Linked DNA regions of Mus musculus: region 1 is linked to region 2. The links are chromatin contacts, called in public promoter capture Hi-C maps. All regions are on one chromosome and are shown on one strand. The core of a region is the stretch at or near the end of the contact, and the rest is flanking DNA. Distances in the headings are between cores, read along the strand shown. Region 1 holds the start of Tcp11 (t-complex protein 11). Region 2 holds the start of Neurl1b (neuralized E3 ubiquitin protein ligase 1B).

Evidence for each region. Promoter capture Hi-C pulls out the DNA fragments that hold promoters and counts their contacts.
Region 1: a promoter capture Hi-C map of liver shows a contact between it and region 2, with 6 times the contacts expected there. The contact joins the promoter of Tcp11 here to the promoter of Neurl1b in region 2. A contact is called at or near these places in 1 of 39 promoter capture datasets (liver), 1 of 115 datasets of contacts at active chromatin or transcription factors (pancreatic cancer cells) and 1 of 9 other capture datasets (liver).

The regions. Positions count from the first base shown.
Region 1 is chr17:28,076,771-28,082,299 of GRCm38.p6, forward strand. Tcp11 (t-complex protein 11) reads right to left here and starts at 3,869. Exons shown (of 10, transcript NM_001085555.1): 1 at 3,805-3,869; 2 at 3,389-3,535; 3 at 1,216-1,288. The coding sequence starts at 3,509.
Region 2 is chr17:26,411,300-26,417,012 of GRCm38.p6, forward strand. It overlaps Neurl1b (neuralized E3 ubiquitin protein ligase 1B), which reads left to right and starts at 3,560. Exons shown (of 5, transcript NM_001081656.3): 1 at 3,560-3,696. The coding sequence starts at 3,666.

The DNA of each region.
Region 1 (5,529 bases), core at 2,619-5,118, 1.7 Mb after region 2:
ATTTTGTTATCATTATCATTCTTTGTTAAGACTTAAAAAACAAAACTAAACAAAAACAAAAAAAAAAAACACTTAGAGATGGCTCAGTGGTTAAGAGCACCGACTGTTCTCCCAGAGGTCCTGAGTTCAATTCCCTGCAACCACAGGGTGGCTCACAACCATCTGTAATGGGATCCCATGCCCTCTTCTGGTGTGTCTGAAGACAGCTACTCACATATATAAAATAAAATCTAAGAAAAAAAAAAAAAACGGGTGTCAGGTGTCAGTGGCGCAGACCCCAAGTCCCAGTGCTCAGCAGGCAGAGGCAGCCAGATCTCTGCGAGTTTGAGGCCAGCCTGGTCTACACAGCGAGTTCCAGAACAACCAGGAGAGACCCAGAGAGACCCTGTCTCAAAATAAATAAAAACAAACCCCCAAACGAACAAAAATTAAAATCATCTCTACACTCAGGAGGCACCGGCAGGAGGACCAGCCTGGCATATGAAAGAAGCTGTCTAAGCAAATAGACAAAAGTCCAGAGCAATTCAATAGAGAAAGGAGAGTCTTTTTTTCCAGCAAATGCTGTTGGAACAACCAGACAGCCACATGTAGAGACCTGGTTCTAAACACTGAAACGGGCAAACGGCATCCCATGTTTAGACTGTGGATTTTAAATCATTAGCAGCAAGAAATTAATCATCAAAATAGGAACCATGGCCAGGCGTGGTGGCGCACGCCTTTAATCCCAGCACTTGGGAGGCAGAGGCAGGCGGATTTCTGAGTTCGAGGCCAGCCTGGTCTACAAAGTGAGTTCCAGGACAGCCAGGGCTACACAGAGAAACCCTGTCTCGGGAAAGAAAAAAAAAAAAAAAAAAAAGAACCATGGCAAGCAACACATTTCGCCAAGGAGACATTCATTTGAGTTGTTTACTTGTTTGAGGTAGGGTCTCCCTGGATATCCCTGACTGGCCTGCAACTCACCATGTAAACCAAGCTGGTCTCCAGCTCCAGCTCCACCTGGCTCTGTTTCCCAAGTGCTGAGATTACAGGTGTGAGCGTGCCGAGTTTATTTTTAATATTTATCTGTTTATTGGTGAGGGCACATGTAATTAAACTCAGGTTGTCAGGCCTGGCAACAAGTGTCAGCCCACAGAGTCACCTCCCCAGCCCCCAGAATCCTTCGGTGCTGAATAACGACATCAGGAAGTCACATACAGAAACTGTAAAAGCCAATACCTGCTTGAAGATAAACTCCTTTCTTCCAACTGACAATCAAGCTTGGAAGCGTCATGGACTCTCTCCGTCATACCTGTAATTAGAAGAAGTTCTGGTGGACAGTTATCAACCCACACATGTCTGAATCTCCTCAGGGTCACTCGTCTGAAGGCCCCCGGGGTTATATCTGAGTCCACTCAGCCAGTCACTTGTACTTCCCCAAGGGCGTGCTAGAAATGCTCAGGGCAGTCCAACACAGTGAAGGCTAAAGTTCAGGCAGGCACAAAATGAAGCGGATTCAAAGATAAAGCTGTCAGGGCTGGAGAGATGGCTCAGCGGTTAAGAGCACTGTCTGCTCTTCCAGAGGTCCTGAGTTCAATTCCCAGCAACCACATGGTGGCTCACAGCCATCTACGATGGGATCTGATGCCCTCTTTTGGTGTGTCAATGATAGTGTGCTCGTATACATAAAATAATCAAGAAGGTTATTAGTATTGCACACCAGTTTGCATTGGGAGGCTCGAGGAAGGTTCCCTCCTTCTACCTTCTCATGGCTGCCTGGGCATCGGCTCAGTCATCAGGTTGGTGGGGTCGGGGGAGCTTAGCTGCTGAGCTGCCTCACAGGCCTGAAAAGGCACAATGTTTTGTTTTGTTTTGTTTTGTTTTGTTTGTTTTTCGAGACAGGGTTTCTCTGTGTAGCCCTGACTGTCCTGAAACTCACTCTGTAGACCAGGCTGGCCTCAAACTCAGAAGTCTGCCTGCCTCTGCCTCCCAAGTGCTGGGATTAAAGGCTTGTGCCACCACTGCCCGGCAAAAGAAAATAACTGTAGAGATCCCATAGGACAGCACTGTCTTTCTCAGAAGGAAACATGACAGAAGTATTTAGAGTCATGCCTGTATCCTCAGACAGTAAGGAAAAAGGAAAAAAACACACACACACAGAGAAAATTAAAAATGGAGGAAGTCTCTGGGTTTTACGTTTCAACAAATTGAAAATATTTCATGGTGAGAAAATTGACTGGACTTTGATAGAAAATCTAGAGTCCTTGGCTGGGTTATAAAAGCATAAACTACAGGCTGGACAGATGGCCAAGTGGTTAAGCCACTTGCTGCCCTTTCCTAAGAGCTGGGTTACCCTTGGCTCACAAGCATCTGTAACTCCAGTTTCAGGGCGCCCGACATCTCTTCTGGCCCTGAACACACACGGTGCACAGACATACCTGTAGACAAAACACCCACTCACACAAAGAAAAATAAACCTTTTTATAAAAACAAAGGTGACCGGACCCTGCTCTTCCCAGCATCTGTGCAGTCCTTCATTATCCCAGCCGAAATGGCTGGCATGACACAATCAGATCCGTAAACAAATCCGAGGTGAAAGGAAACCTTCAAAGCTACAGCCACTCCTCAAGAAACTCTCCAACTGCAAGAAGCAGCCAGTTCCGCCCAGAGCACTCCGGAACAAGGAGGGCTTAAAGAGTAGAGATTTAAGTGTGGCTACAATTCTTAAAAATTCAGATTGCCCCCCTAAAAAAAGAAAACTGCAACACAACAAAGCCAACGTGTTATACACAGTTCCAAATTTTTACAAAAGGAATTTGATTGTATACTCAGGAGTCACTGTACCTATGGATGCAACAGCCATTGTAAGAACTGTTTCCAAACCAGCAGCACCAGCACGCCCTGACCTTGAACCCCACAGGCCAGGTTCCTATTTGGATACACAACCCCAGCCCGAACCCAACCCACCCCACCCCACCCCTCCGGGTACACCTGGATCTTGTCTCAAGTCACAGCGTTAAGCAGCAGCGACCCCGCGTGGCCACAGAGGAGAGACTAACTGTCCAGCGTCACAGGAAATCCATGGCAACGCTTGTGCGGGAGCATTTGAAACGAGGGGGAGGGAGGTCCGGACCTGCAGTCCCCGCACTTGGGGGACCCTGCCTCAAGCAGATACCTAGCCTGTGCGAGCTCGGGGTCCCGCCGAGGTGGCCCTTTCCCGGGGATGGCGGAAGCGGTGCCCCACGCGTGACCGAGGGGAGCTTCGCTCGGGCGGAGGGCTGGGGACACCGGGAGGTCGGGCCAGTCCGCAGTCCTCCGTGGCCCACGGGACCTCGTGGCGCCGTCTTTACCCCGCGCCCCTGCGCGGACCCTGGGGTGAGGGCGGCCGTGCTCGGGCGACGGTTGAACCTACACGATCGGTGCCCCTGGGCGCTGCTCGCGCTCTCCCGGGTGTTTCCCCCGCGGGATTCACGGGAGGCGCTCTCTGCCGCGCCGGGCTCCTTCCGGGCCGCCCTCTCTTTCACGTCTGGCATCCTGGTGATGGTGGTGGTGGTGGTATCTGTGTGGTGACAAATGTTGGGGGCTCGTCAGGGCCAGGGGGGACCAGAGCTGGCGCAGGAAGAAACTGAGGCCGCAGCCCCGACGGACGCCCCTCCCCTTACCCCTCTCCATCCCTCACCACCCCTTGTCTCTCCCTCTCAGTATGCCTCTTCCCCTCACCTCCTCTTCCCCTCTCCCTTCCCCTCTTTCATCCCTTCCCCTCCGTGGCTCACCTCCGCCCTCCCCCTCCACTTTCTCCCTCCCCTTCCCTCTCTCCACTCAGCTCACTTCCTTCTCTGCCGGCCCGCCCGCTCTGGCTGGCTGGGCGGCACGGGGTGCGGGTGGGCTAAACCACTTGGGGGGATGAGGCAGGGGCGGCGTGGCTGGGTGGAGCCACTGAGCCCCACGTCGATGCTGTCACACACTCCACATCCCCACCCTGCGAACTGAGCAGGAGTGGGAACGCCCGGTGTTGCCAAACAAACAGCTTAGGTGTCCTGGCAACGAGGCGCGAGGCGCGTGGCAGCCCTCCCCACCAGCATCGCGACCCGCCACCGACCATCTGCCGCCACCTTGGGTGAGACCGAGACTGGGGCAGGACGGTCATCCCTATTGATTCCAAGTGTCAGGATCTGGGGCTTAGGGGTAGCCTGCAGAGCATGCACAGGGGTGCTAGCCTCGAACTGCTGACCCTACAGCCTCTGCCTGAGTGCTGGGGTCACCCGTGTGAGCCACCACCAAGGGTTCATGTAGTGCTGGGCATGGAAGGGACCTCATAGGCTGAGCTCCATTTCCAGATTCTTAAAAAAAATGGAGGGTGAGGCCTGGAGAGATGGCTCAGCTGTTAGGACCACTGGCTTTCTTCCAGAGGACCAGGGTTCGATTCCCAGCACCAACATGATGGATCTCGGCCATCTGCCACTCCAGTTCCTCGGGATCATACTTCCTATATTTACATATATTTACATACACGCAGGCAAAATACCCATACATATAAAATTGTCTTGTTTTACATATAACATTCTCTTGTGTTTTTTGCTTTTTTCCCAAGACAAAGAAAGTTTCTCTATGCTGCCCCAGCAGTCAGGGAACTCTTCTGTAGACCAGGCTGGCCTCAAACTCAGATCTTCCTGCCTCTGCAGGGATTAAAGTCTTTTAAATACCCACGCCTTGGGTTTGGGGAGAGAACATGGAGAGGGTGTTTTTCCCTCATATTCTTTCTGGCCTCTTAATTACTCTGACTTGAAGTCATCATAAAACCTATGCAAATGCATCCCATCCATGCAGTACCCCAGGCGTTCAGAAGAGGGCGTGCGATCCCCCGGAAATGGCTGTACCGCCTGATGCCGCTGCTTTGCTTGCCAATCCCTGACTTTGGAAAACCTGAAAGTAACGGTGCAGGCCTGTCACCCTAGCTACTGGGGAGACTGAGGCAAGAGGACAGACTGGCCAAGGCCTGCTTGGACTACACAGTTCCAGGACAGACGAAGCAACTAAAGTTTAAAGACAAAACAAAGCCAGATAATGGGTGCAACTTAGTAACAAAATGCCGGCCATGTTTGAGGGCCCAGGTTCAGTTCCAATACTGCAAGGTAGGATTTACTGAAAAGAATTTAAGGTTGTAGCTTGGTTGGTATCCCTGGGTTCAATTCTCACCGACCACCTAAACTATCTCCAGCACATACTAAGCTTCCTTCCTCCCTCCCCATTGTGCTTCTTGGAATTTCGGGGTGTGCTTCTTGGAATTTCCCTCCAGGTGGTCAACGGGGACGTGAACAGAAGCTACGCAGTGATGTCACAGCTTCCTGTCACATGAAAACTCGGAGTCTGGAAAGATGGCACCCAAGTGGCGGCCTAGAAATACCTGGTGCCCTCTTGTGGGGCCCCTAAGGGTGTGTGTGTGTGTGTGTGTGTGTGTGTGTGTGTGTGTATGTACACACACATACACATACATGCAGGGAAAACATTTTTTTTTATGACATGTTTTCTCTGTGTAGCCCCAGCTATCCTGGA
Region 2 (5,713 bases), core at 2,310-4,809:
AGCAAATGAGATAAAATGATAAAATGAGAGCTTACGACCCTGAGATTTGCAAATTGAGGCTTGTTCTTCAATGATGAGGACCAAATCCAGGGCCTGGTGCATTTCAGGCAAGCACCCAGTCTCAGGAGTATATCCCTTGGTGTTATGAGACAAGAGCTTTGCTCGGAAGCCCAGGCTCACCAGGACTCACGTGCCTTCTGCAGCCTTCTTGTGGTAACTTGAAAACTGCTTTGTAATCCAACTGCAGCCTGGATTCTGGCTTCCCGAGCTTATGGATGTGTCTGTGATGGGCACCCCCAGCTCAGGTGAGTCTTTGCAGGTGTACATTCATGTTGTTGCCAGGGCTGCATCTGTCAGAGCTGGCTCCACAGAAGCAGGGCCAGGACCAGGCTTCTCACTGCTTCCTGCTCTACAGGCTCCTGGCATTGTATAACTCCAGTGATGCTCACCCAGGACCTACAGCCCATGTGGGGCTGGTACCAAAGGAAAGTGGTAGTCTACCACCGGATGAGGCAGGTGCTTGTGTGCTGGAATAGCTAGTCTGAAGGCTCTGGCCAAAGTCTGAGGTATTCTACCTGTCTTGTCCCCTGGTCCCTGTGGGGACACTTCTGCCTGCCACCCTCTCCTCTATGCTGCAGTGCCCTGGCCCCTGGTAGAACCTCTCTTTTCTCACCTTTGAGGAACACTGGAGATGGTCTCACCTGGGTAACCATCTCCCCTCTCTTAGCTGCTGGATGCCCTCAGCAAGGGACTCCACTTTCTGAGACTCTGTGCCTACAGCTGAGTTTGCAAGCTGTCTCCTTTGGTGTGGCAGAGGCAGGAGAGAGTCAAGGGGTGTATCTGTGGTCAGTCCCAGGCACAGCACACTCCTCCTGTTGTTGCATGCTTCTGCACCGGGTTTGGTCCCAGATCTCCTAACCCACGCTGATTGACGTTTCTTGCTTTCTTGGTAGTACAGAAGCAGGGCCATGGGAGATCAGCCTTAATCAGGGGAAGCCCTCTGTGGTTTTTCTAGCCTGGGACCCTAGAATGACCCACCACAGTATATTCCTGCCTCTTAGTGAATTCTAGAAATCCATGGAACCCAGAAGCCCTCACAGCAATGTTCCTAGCTGTTTCCTATTCCTGCCACAGGGGTCTCCCTAAGTGGCTAAGCCACTGGCATCACCTTTATTCATCAGCTTAGCTTTCTTGTGAGGGGGTGGGCTTTAGAGCCAATGCAGCTTTTAGTATGAGCAATTCAGCCTGGACTGGACTGGCCACAGCCTCCATTTGTTTTAATGCACTGTTTATTCTGTTTGCTTATTTTGCCCACACCTGTCACTCAAGACGAGTAGGCGGGACTACCGTCACAACAGCTCATTCCTTTCCAATTCTTCCCTTCCTCCTCTTTCTTTCCCTTTTGCCTCCCTCCTTCTTTTCTGTCTTCTGCCCATCAGAGCCAGGCTTCTCTGCAGATGTTTTATTCAGTATGCACTGAGTGGGCCAGCACTATGTGGGGAGGCAGGGCTGAGTGAGCCCCCTTAGAGTGGAAAGGACAGGAAGGCAGCAGCTGCAGCAAGGGTGTAGCTGAAGGACAGGACAAGATGCCGGGGGACCTCAGTGATGGAGCAATTACCATACATACTCAAATAAGAGACAGTCTAGAATCTACCTGGACTGTAGATAGAAGGACAACCTCCGTCCTTCCCAAGAGCCCATGCGTGTCAAGCTAGAGTCCAAAAAAAGACAAGAGGGGAAGAGAGAGAGGCAGGCAGATGCTCATTTATAAGGTTAATTTATTATCTTACAGGCGCAGGCTTATCACCTCCACCACAATGAATTATCACTGTCACACAGGGTGATATCAGCTCCATTTAAAGCAATGTTGAAGATAACATTGCTTTAAGCTCATGTTATTTAACACACTAATTTAGAGCTCTGGACCTTCAAGAAGTTCCCTGGTCCTGATTTTTTTTTTTTTCCTGTGTGGTCTGCTGTTGTTGCCACTGACGTGGAAGACATAGCATTTCCCCACAGCACATCCACATGGGGACCGAGAGGCTCAACCTCAGCCTTTCAAATCTACATGTCCTCCCCACCCCGAGACACACACCAGAACAGTTGGGGTGCGGTGGGTTCAGTGGCTGCAGCGAACATCTGGGGAGGTGACTGAAACACAGCCACTTGCTGGAGTGCTCTGAAAGTGGCTTTTTAACAGCAGCTTCCCCACCCTGCCGCCACAAAGTCCTGTTGCCCTGAGCCATTTTATCTAAGTGAAATTCCTCAACTCCTTTTATAGCAATGGCGACCTCTCTAAGGACCCCAGGGTCATACAGAGTGAAGGCCTACCCAGCTAAAGTACCTTTGCCCACCAGAGTTTGGGGTGAAATTTTAAATAACTGAGAGCACTTGTAATTGAGAATTAGAAACTCAGTACAGAATAGGTCTGGCCATGGCTTCCTGGGGAACAACAGAGGAGAGTCTGAGGACAACGAGAAACCAAGGCAGGAGGCGGTCCTCTGAGCACCTCTTTTTACTCCGTTTCAGAGGGAGCTTGCCCTCAGCCACTGGGAGATAGGTTTGGACATCTCGTCTACCCACTGACCCTCGGTTTACCCTGTCTGTGCTGTGGAGGTAATAACCCTGCTTCCTAAACTGACGAGAGTACTGAGTATGGGAGTCTGAAAGTAATGGTTAGGGACTGGGTCTCCTCACAGAGTCATTACACCTCCCCCACCTTGGTGTGTTAGTCTGTGAATTGGACTAGGGGTGGCATGGGCTAGCTGGCCTTTTATAGAAGAGTAGCCAAGGCTGGAAGGTTCTGAGAAAAGATTTATGCGGTGGGAGTGGATGCACCTCCCCCTCTCAGCCCCCTCCCCCCCCCCAACGCCGCCGCCTCGTACCTCCTGGCAACACTACCCACCTCACATGCCACCTCGTTCTCTCAAAAACCCTCAGCCGGCCCTATCTGACACTTCAATGTTATTGTTGGTTTTGACCACTATGTGATCTTGATTGCTAATTTTCTCTTCCTTGAGAGCAGGGACTGCGTCTGGGGCTCAGCAGAGGGCCTGGTACATAGGGTGTGGGCAGTACTTTAATGAAGAAGGCACAGTGAGCTCAAGTCTGGGTCCCGCCCCCCCCCCTAAACAACCACTACATACTGAAGTCTCTCCTCCTAGGTATGCGGCCTAGGGGATGGAGAAGTTCCCCATCCCTACCCCCCACCCCCATCTCACCCTGGATGGACTGTCATGGAGCCCTTGACACTGTCTGGCGTGACCTGCATGTGTGCGCGTCGTCCCTGAGTCGAGGCACCACCCAAAGTGGCCGAATGCCTGGACAAGGACTCGGCACCCGGCGACCCATCCCGATTGGCAAAAAGAGCAAGGTCGGTGCGCGCGGGAACGACGAGGGCAGGAGGCCAGCCCCGCCTCTCCAGCGCGCTACCGGTGCAAACTTTCAAAAGACGCGGCGGCGGCCCCAGCCCCGCCCAAGCACGGTTGGTGGCGGGCGCGGGGGCGGGGCGGGCGCGCCCGGGCCGGTGGCTCCGCCTCCTCCCGCCGCCGCCCGCGCCGCCCATCTGCCGCCCGCCGGTCGCCGGTGCAGCGGCAATGCCCCGCAGCCCGGCCGCGGCCCCCGGCCCGCCCAGCTAGCCCCGCGCCGCGAGTCTCGGAGTAGCGATGGGCAACACGGTGCACCGGACCCTGCCAGGTACGCCCGGAGCCGCGCCCCGAAGTGGCGCGGAGCGCCTGGTCCTCCCCGGGTCGTCGCAGCCGCGGAGCCCGGGTGCAAGCCAGAGCCTGGTTGCCGGAGCCCGAGCCCCGGAGCCGCACCCCTGCAGGGATGTGCGGACCCCTCCTGGTTTTCCTGGCCTTGGCCGTGCGCCCCACGCCTTTGTTCCAGCCGGAGGTCGCTAATGAGCGAGCCGGAGGGAGGTATCGGGGCTTCCCCCGGCCGGAACCCTTCAGGGGGGTTGCAGGGCGCGGGTGTCCCGGGTCTCCGCGTACAGTCCACAGGCGCCCCCGGCACACGTGCTAGTTCTTGGCGGCGTTCCCACGCGCGCCCGGCTGCGCCCCGTTCGGGTGTCCGTTCTGTTGGGGGCCCTCCCAGCCCCATCTGAGCCATTGCTGTGGGGCGCATCGCCCCCTAGTTAAAAGCGCCCTAGAATTTCCTAGACCCGAGAAAGGCGGTGGGCGAGGGGCGTGGGGCGGGCGTGCGGAGGCCGGGGGACGCCACGCCTCGCTGAAAATACCTAGTGATGGTGGAACATGTCAGCGCGCCGAGGCTGTCACTGCCTGTCTGCAAAGAATCGTCCTCCTAAGAAAAGACACCCCGATTTTACACAAGAAGTTTAACCTCAGTACAGGAGAAATGACCCGGTGACAGGCAGTGGTGGGAGACTGCATGGGCCCTGTCAGCCTGTCTGCCCCGCCCCTCACCCCCACTGTGTCCCAAGTCTTCAGAAGTGTTTGGGCATAAAACTGGGCATTCGGCATTCGCAGCATCCTTAAGCAGAGGCTCTCTCTCTCTCTCTCTCTCTCTCTCTCTCTCTCTCTCTCTCTCTCTCTCTCTGTGTGTGTGTGTGTGTGTGTGTGTGTGTGTGTTGGGGGAGGGTAGTTCAGAGAAGAAGCAAGTTGGCTGTAGGTCAGATTTAGCACAGCCCAGCTGACACCCCATCTCTGTTCTGACACCCCCACAGCCCTTCCTCCGGCAGTTATCCTAATAGAGTTGTCTCTTCCCCTGGAAGGGATTGGACCAACCTGAGACCTAAGGACCACTGGGGAGACAGACAGCCCCTTCTACTAACAAGCCCCTGGGTGGCTTTTACTGGATCATTCCTAAGGTCAGCCAGGTGGAGTCACAGGCTGGTCAGCTTCAGAGGTGGCTTTGGAACCTGGGTCTGTACTAGACAGAGTGATAACCGCTTCTTGCTAGGCTGAAGAGACCCAGCCACCGATCTGGAGGGACCTGAGGTCACATCAGAGATGGCAGTCACAGAAGCCCATGACGGAGACACAGTACATACTCAACTAGAATTCCTGTGCTATTCTGGTTGGTTTTTTAAAAAGCCATTCTGCCACCTGTGGGTCACACTTGGAGCAAGGCAAGGGACAGGCTGTCTCACCAGGTGCTCACACATTGCTGGGGTGCCCATTCCCCTGGAGTCTGATGCTGTGGGTGGAGCACTCTAGGCTGGGGGCTCAGAGTCAAGGCAGGTCACCTCATGCTGTGTGGGAACCTCCTACCCTCAGTGAGGAGGCACATCAGATAACAGGTGCCCAAAATGTAAAGACTTATATATTGTTTTTAGATCCACCTGCCATTGGCTTCTGGCATCTTTACATCCTCTCACACCTGGACTGTTCTTTCTTGTCTCACCACCAGGTTCTCTGGTCACCTTTTCCAGGGACCTTACACTCTCTGCCCTAATGGGGACACCTTCATAAGGCTTCGTGTTTGTATGACTGTGCTGCACCATCACTGTGTCTTCTTGTGACTCTCTAGGGGTTCTGTGAGGACAGACTCCATGCCTTGATTGTCTCATTCCCTGGTTTGCCCGGCCCAGAACCTAGTGCCTAGTGCAGCCTCAGAACCGTGTGGTGGAGCGCACATGGAGCCTGCATATTTGGCTGAAGGAGTACTTGGCACAGGCTGGCCCTGAGGAAGCCTGTGCTCTCCTTCTCAGGGAAGGAACATGTGTGTGGGGTGGAGTTCATTCCACAGGACT